Linked DNA regions of Gasterosteus aculeatus: region 2 is linked to region 1. A link is a contact called in public Hi-C data. All regions are on one chromosome and are shown on one strand. Each heading gives the region's core, a stretch centred on a gene start, on an enhancer-like site or on the middle of the called end of the contact. The rest is flanking DNA. Distances are from core to core; before and after follow the strand shown. Region 1 holds the start of LOC120819375 (matrix metallopeptidase-21). Region 2 overlaps LOC120818874 (C-terminal-binding protein 2).

Region 1 (3,691 bases), core at 336-2,835:
AAAGAGATCCCAGCCGTGATAGATGTAGCGCAATTTTTTTTATTTTATAATTGGTGTAGTCCCGGTGGGACTTTAATCACCTTGAGTCTTAATCTTGAGATCTTCAGGCACAATAGAGGAGAACACTTACCATTTCCCTTTAAAGCCGTGGGCAACACTTCTCTTTTAATTGAGCCACAGGGGAAAAAAAGCGGTGGAATATTTGTGTCCTCTCCTATGAAAACGAAGACAATAAAATATAAGGTCGTATTAGTTAGCGTAGAAATGGTAAAAGTCCCATTAAACTGAACCGTGAAGAATGCGGGCGTATAAAGTCATATCGTACGTTCAATGATAAGACGTGATAGGACATCTGCTGTCCCCGTGTCCTCGCCCAAAGCCTTCAGACCCAGACTCCCTACTATAACAACAGAAAAAGGACGGCCGATGTCAGCAACACGCTATCAAATGATCACACAAACGAATGATTGAGTTCAGCTCGGTCCACCTGCTTTGGCTACTAAATACACAACTAACTGACAACAAAGACATCAAGAGTCACGAAAGGGAGACGTTAAAGCACACGTCAGGCAGGTGCTGCACCTTGCGCCAAACTGTCACTCGTGTGCGACCTACTTCTAAATGACTGAGGGTGGTAACAACACCTCGCACACTTCTGTGAGCACCAAGTGCCCGCCACACTCTGCTACAATTAGAATTGACATCACAAAAGGCTGTTTTTTTTTCAATAAGGAGAAAAGGGGTTTCATAAGTGACAATAACTCACCTAGTGCAGCAGTTGCCTTACCGACCACATAGATGGACTTGCTGTTCCATTTCTCTTTAACGGAGCTGTTCCATTCTGAAATAATCAGCGGGAAGTGAAGTTGAAGTTGAGAAACACGGTACACAGGATTCATAAGACTCTTCTCTTCGATTGACAAACCTGTGACGTGCAGGGTGCAACAATTATATTATTATTTTAAAACGTGATTCCTTTGTGCCCACCTTCCCTCCTTTCTTCTGCTTCTAAGCACATCTGTACGGCCTCCACTGCTCTTGGACTGGTAAATACAAGACCTCCGTGCTTTTCTGGTTGGAAAAGCTGGGAAAAAGAAGACATCTTAAACTGCAGACAAAAGATACAAAAATTCAATGAACCCATATTAATAGAATTTACCTTATCGGACAATGTGTTTAATGAGACAAACTTAAAAGACAGCACAGGAATCAGGGTTGCTTTATGTCCACGTGTTGCCAACTCCTGAGGAATCAAAAGAAGAACTTCCAGTCAATGCCTTCTGGGTGCAAAAACATATGTGAACACGGCACCTAACAAGGAGGGCATTCACCTTGATGTAAGGGTCCGGTCCAGACTCTCCATCCCTGGGCTCTTTCAGAAGCAGCACATGCATATTGGCAAGGCCTTTAAAAAGCTGGAGCGATGAAATCAATTGGGAAGAATACAACAGATCAAACCACGGTGAAATTTCAATTATGCTGCCATAGAAGAAAACAGCCAAAGCCAGATGCTCCGAACTGCAAAAAGCGTGAGGACGGTGGGCGTGAAGACACAGCGAGCTACACCCTAAAACTGTCATATGCAACCTACCGATAACAATACTGTTGAGTCATGTTTTTGTGGAACTGTAGATGTGGAGAAAATGAAAACCATTCATGTCACACGTTGTCGTTGGATGCATGTATAACATATGTTGCGTTAGCTGCAATGTGGCTATGTCTTCTGTTATTGTTTACATCGGCAAGGCATTGTGAAAGACAGTTTAGCTAGCTCGTAACCGTCCGCCGCTTATTAGAGCTTGTCCGTAATGCGTCGGGATAATAAGCAGTAAATCTACCCGGCTTGTTTAGTACAATGATGTGAATTACAACAGACACTATAAAAGGACAACATATTACACGATATGCATGTACCTTGAGTTGTCGCTACCGCTGACTACATAACGACTTTCAGCCAGGTTCAAGAAGGGGGGATATTGCATTGAACATTTCACTAACTTGAAAATAAATTACGTTTTTTCTGCAATAATACATATTGTTTTACAATGAATAACGCCTAAACTATTAAACGACATCATGCAATCAGCCTGTTAATAACAAATCCATAGTAGTATGCATATTTCAATTAACAGCTGTCCCCTTTTTCTGAAGTGGTTCATTCCATTTTCGCGCAGGGCAACAAGGCCACATTGCGGCTCCGAGGCTCCTACGGCAAGAGGCAAGTCGTGTATATTCAGAGCCATAATGGCGGCCTGGACCCTCAGCTTCCTACCTCGCTGTGAGCTGGACTTTAGCAATAGCCCCGCCCACTCGGTTCAAACTCGTGTTCCCTGTTTGTAAGCATGGCTTCTTCGGCTAAGAGAAGAGCAGTAGGTTTGGCAGAAAATCCCGAGGAAAGACAAAACAGCTCCGATGAGAATTCGGAGGCGGATGCTGATTCCGGGGAGGAAGACAGCGATGCGTCAGAGGAGGAGATCAACGAGGTAAAAAGAAAAGATGATTCAGTGAACGTAAATTCCACGCATGGCCTTTCTAGCTAGCTAGCCAGCTAGCTAACTTTAGCCAACTCAGCTGTTGGCTAAAGGTAACGTGACGTAGTGTTAATAACATGGACAAACTGACTTAACGTTAAGTAGCTATGGTAGTGTTACTTAACGTCGGTTATTATGGCTAATGTAGCTAGTAAAGGATTTTACAGTGCGTGTCAAAAAACGCTGCTACTACTACTACTAATGTTACTTGAGTGAAACTAAAATGACTCACTCATTCGATAATTATATCAAACAACTAAAGCTACCCAAATAGTGTAACAGAAGTACTTAAATCAATACTTTCTCCACATGCAGGCGTTTTGTGTTGCTCTCAACTTACGTCACTCCCTGCTTTGTTTTTGTTTTGCCACCAGGAGGTCATGGTTGACTTTGAAGCCCACACCATCTCGGTCAACGACTTCAATGGTGTCAAGAGACTCCTACAACAGGTCTGAGGCCATATATATATGTATGTGTGTGTGTTTTTCTCTCGCGCTCATATGTTATATGTTGTAAGCATGGCCTCACTTCTGTTGCGTTTGGATACAGCTCTTCCTGAAGGCCCATGTAAATACTTCAGAGATGACAGATCTCATCATTCAACAGAATCACGTTGGAAGTGTCATCAAGGTGCGTTTTAACCTCAGCCCACATTTTCCAGGGGAATTTCCAGCTCGTTACCGTGTGTTAACTTGTCTCTTGTCCCCTGCTCCAGCAAGCCGAGGTGCCAGATGACAGCGACGATGACGACCCGGACGAAGTATTTGGCTTCATCACTCTGCTCAACCTGACTGAGAGAAAGGTAACCCTAACCCTTTGGCGCACACTCCAACCTACAGACTAGTGGGCTTTTGAGGGATCTGATCATTTAGAAAATGTACTCCTCTGATGTCCTTTTTTGCTGTCGACAGGATGTGCAATGTGTGGAAGAGTTGAAGGAGCTGGTCGTGAATCAGTGCGAGAAGAACTCCACCCAGAGTGTGACGGAGCAGCTCGAGCAGATCCTCAATGACAGCAGCAAGCCTGTTGGGCTGCTTGTGAGCGAGCGCTTCATCAACGTGCCCCCTCAGATCGCCCTCCCACTGCACAAACAGCTCCAGTGAGAAGCGTTAACTACTGTTTTATTTTTATTTCATTTGGAATAACTGACCCTAAAAATC
Region 2 (3,699 bases), core at 546-3,045, 80 kb before region 1:
TGTTGCTAAACTGTTTCCAGGCTGCAAATGTGTGTGTGTGTGTGTGTGTGTGTGAGAGACGATTTGGGAAAAATATTCACTGAGAGGGGCAGCTGTTGTCGCGGGTTTACCTGCCAAAGGAATAAATGCATGTAACACACACACACATCCTGCTTTCTGATATGGGCTGTAAATCATTTCTTCCCAATAAAATGTCATTGCATGCCTCAAAAAATCAACTAAACCCTCACAAGTACCCATAGCTCTGAGTTTTGTTTTGTGTTCTTTCCTAGTGTGCCCTCAACTTCTCGACCCTGAATCATTCTTTTGGGATATCTGTGTTCTGGTAATGGAGTAAAAGTACCACATGACGACGTCAAACGGAATAATCACTACTTTCTAAAAGCGTTAGATTTTTTTAAAATAAAAGCTTAGTTAGCAGTATAAAAGCAGTACATTAGAGTACATCGTTGTCAATGAGCTCACAGAACCGCAAAAATGAGAACCGGGTCACGACTAAAATTATTTTTGGAAATCTAGGTCTCCAGTGAAAAAGCCTTTTTTTTAACTACTCGATTACTTACTAGCACTAACAAAATTAGACCGCCGCGCTTTCCTGCTGTTGCTCGGGCTCTTTCAGTCACCAGCGTTTTAATTCTAACCATTCCTGCAGAGAAATCCTTGTGGAACCTGAACCCGGCCCGGGCTGGAGGCCGCGGTTCCTGAGCCAGCAACACTTAGTCAGAGTCTGGCAGCAGGACGCGGCAGAGCGGCGCAACGGGAGATGAGGCCAGAGTTTCCATTATGCGGGGAAGGGAGCGAGGACTTTCTTCCTACCATCGGCCCTCCGAAAGCAAAAGCAAAGGGACGCGAAGCGGGAGGGCGAAACAGGAACGGGGGGGTGAGGAGGGGGGGACCGGACGAGCCGTCCACCAGGCTATCGTCATCCAGGCTGCCAGTGGTTACCTAGCAACCACGGAGCTGCTGTTTGCGGGTTGATCCTTTCCTGAAAACAAAGCTGGGTGAGGGGGGGGGCGGTGCCGGCTGCTGGTGGTGCTGACCGCCAACAGTCACGGCCGTTCACCGTGCCAAGCTGAGCCCCGCCTGTCAAGCGGGAGGGACCCGCCCCCGCCCACAGGGGGGGGTCAGAGGGGTTGCAATACGGATGTGTGCCCGTGTGCATTGTGGGTAGCGTTCAGTTCTGACAGCAGCTACAGGTTGGCAGAAAAGCTGGATTCTTTCTAGCAGCGAAGACCAAAAGTCACTGGCAACCGAAAGTTAATTAAAGAGAGAGAAGGAAAAACGCCACAATTTTGCGTGAAGTTCTGCAGTTTGGGACAGTTTCACTAGTTTCTTCTCTTTTTCAGTTAAGCTTTCCAGCATACATATATATATATATATATATATATATATATATATATATATATATATAATAATACTTAAACATCATCTAACATAATCACTACAAATTGAGCCTTTTAAATTGAATAATTGTAGCTCAAGCCCAAAATGATCGGCATATGTTTTTGATATGTACTACATCTGTGCGGTACTCGTTCATGTGGGGGGGCAAAAGTCGACACGGCAAAGTGAGATCTGAATGAACACAACAGGAATGCACTCGCATGGTTGTGTCAACAAATGAATAGAACCCACACACACACGCACACACACACGCACACACACACACACGCACACACACACACACACACACACACACACCGTGGCGGGCTGCCAGGAGCCGCCAAGCGCTCTGGAGTAACGGAGTAAGTTTGGCACTGCGCACAGATGTGCCGTTTGGTCAAACAACACTTTGTTTTCCCCGCTGGAGTTTCCTCCCCTTTTCACATGGCGCTCTGCCAGAGCCTGTACTTCTGGTTTACTTCCTCGCTCCGACACACACACACACACACACACACACACACACACACACAAAACCTGCCATAACCACGCACGGACCCTTCATCTGCCGGTGACAGTACGAGGTCACTGCCAGAGTTGTAGTGGTTAAAGAAAGGGGTAAAGAGGGTGAGGGTGTGTAGGGGGGGTGGGGGGTGATGGGGGTTGGCAGCCTTCCCCCTCCCCTCACTTCCCCAAAAGTAGCACACAAAGGCTACTTGTGCTGCACTGCCGGTGCCCCACCCCTGTCACCACCCGGCTGCCCGCCGCACCAATGCATCCCCCTGCCAAGAAAATGAGCGCACGCCTGTTTTAAATGGTACCCTCTGTGCGCCTGGGCGGGCAGGGCCCACACAGGGGACAAAAGCGGGTGTCAACAGCATCCCCATTCCTCCCCCTCTCTCCTTTTTCCCGCTCTTTTATTCTTTTTGCCGTTGCCCAGAGCTACAGGGGGGGGCGGGGTTTTCAGAGCCCGAGACCGCAGGGGGGAAACCTGGAGCCAAGTGCGGCGACTCGGGACGGACTGATGGGCCACCTTTACCCGAACACACAGCACCCACCACCCACAGACACACACATACACACTTCTTCCCCCTCCCTCCCTCCCGCCCTCCCCCATGCCAGACTTTGTTACACATCCAGACAAGAAAACAGGAAACATGCTGCTTGCCTGGAAAATGTTGTCTCCACATTCTTCTTCGTCTTAAAAACTACGCATCACAGCAGGCGCAGAAGATGATTGAGGCGAGCGGAGGGAAGAGGGGGGGGGGGGGTAATAAATAACAAAAAGGGAAAAGTGGACCCTCCGCAATAATCCAAAGGAGGGTGTCCCGTCCCCCCCCCTCTCTCTCTCACTCTCTCCTCTTTTCCCCTTCTTCTCCCCTCCTCCACCCACCCCACCCCCCACCCCTGGAGTTGCTCCTCTCGGCCCGGCCCTGTCGGTGAGGGGAAGGGGTTTCCGCGGAGAGCGATGTCTCACTGAGCCCCCGGCTGCGTCATCTCCAGTCCTCAGCCTTTCAGGGCTGAGAGAGAGAGAGAAAAAAAAAAGCACCGCACACCAGCGGCGTGCAGGCCGGCGATCGGACGGTAGCGGGTCGGAGAAGGTGGGAGGTGGGGGGCGGGGGGGTGTTGGGGGAGGAGACACGGGGGGACGCTTTTGTCCTTGTCTTTTTTTTCTCTCCTTAATCTCCCAGGAAGAAAGAGGCTGCCGTCGGGGAGCGCGATGGCTGGAAACCCTCTGTGCCGCTTCCTCCGCTGTCAGCTGCGCAGCATCTATTCACCGAGGGTCTCTCCCTCTCTGCGGCGCCGTCCCGCCTGCCTTTGTCTCAGCGGATAATAACACCGGGAGCGGAAAAAAAAAAAGAAAAATCTTGCGGCAGGAAAATGATTCGCTCTGAAACAAAAGTGCCAGCTCCGACATGCAGGGCTGAGCTCGCCGGGCTCGCACAATTTACTCCCTTCACTTCATAGAATCTGCACACACAACACACTCCAGCACAACCCCTCCTCCCCTTTTTCCCCTCCTCCTCCTCCTCCTCCTCCTCCTTCTCCCCCTTTTTTATGTTTTATTTCTGATCTGGACTCCACAGCGTTTTAAAAATGCCTGCCCCCTTTTTTTCCGCTCTTTTTCTTTCTTTCTTTCTCTCTCTCTCTCACACACACACACACACACACACTCGCTTTCGTTTGCTCCCAACATCAACCTCCCTCGCTCTCTCGATTGTTTGGTTTCCTGCCTGCTTTTCCACTTTCATCTAGACCACAGCAACCCACCTCGGGCACCACACGCACACAGACACACACACACTCACACACAACAAA

The links. Hi-C and Micro-C count contacts between places; a contact is called where the count stands out from the background.
Region 2: a Hi-C map of tail fin shows a contact between it and region 1, with 2.3 times the contacts expected there. The contact joins the enhancer-like site here to the promoter of LOC120819375 in region 1. A contact is called at or near these places in 5 of 6 Hi-C or Micro-C datasets (liver, skeletal muscle, tail fin and 1 more).

The regions. Positions count from the first base shown.
Region 1 is chr5:11,317,856-11,321,546 of fGasAcu3.hap1.1, reverse strand. LOC120819375 (matrix metallopeptidase-21) reads right to left here and starts at 1,585. Exons shown (of 15, transcript XM_078103385.1): 1 at 1,332-1,585; 2 at 1,160-1,243; 3 at 988-1,084; 4 at 767-841; 5 at 326-400; 6 at 131-214. The coding sequence starts at 1,580. bccip (BRCA2 and CDKN1A interacting protein) reads left to right here and starts at 2,158. Exons shown (of 7, transcript XM_040176708.2): 1 at 2,158-2,483; 2 at 2,906-2,980; 3 at 3,081-3,161; 4 at 3,247-3,333; 5 at 3,443-3,630. The coding sequence starts at 2,343.
Region 2 is chr5:11,398,222-11,401,920 of fGasAcu3.hap1.1, reverse strand. The region is part of intron 2 of LOC120818874 (C-terminal-binding protein 2); the gene reads right to left. Among protein-coding and RNA genes, the nearest start is that of zranb1a, 28 kb to the left of the region's middle. Within about 2 kb of position 1,795, at least 8 of the 9 cell types and tissues checked have open chromatin away from gene starts, as enhancers often do. A contact at or near this core is called in liver, where this site is marked.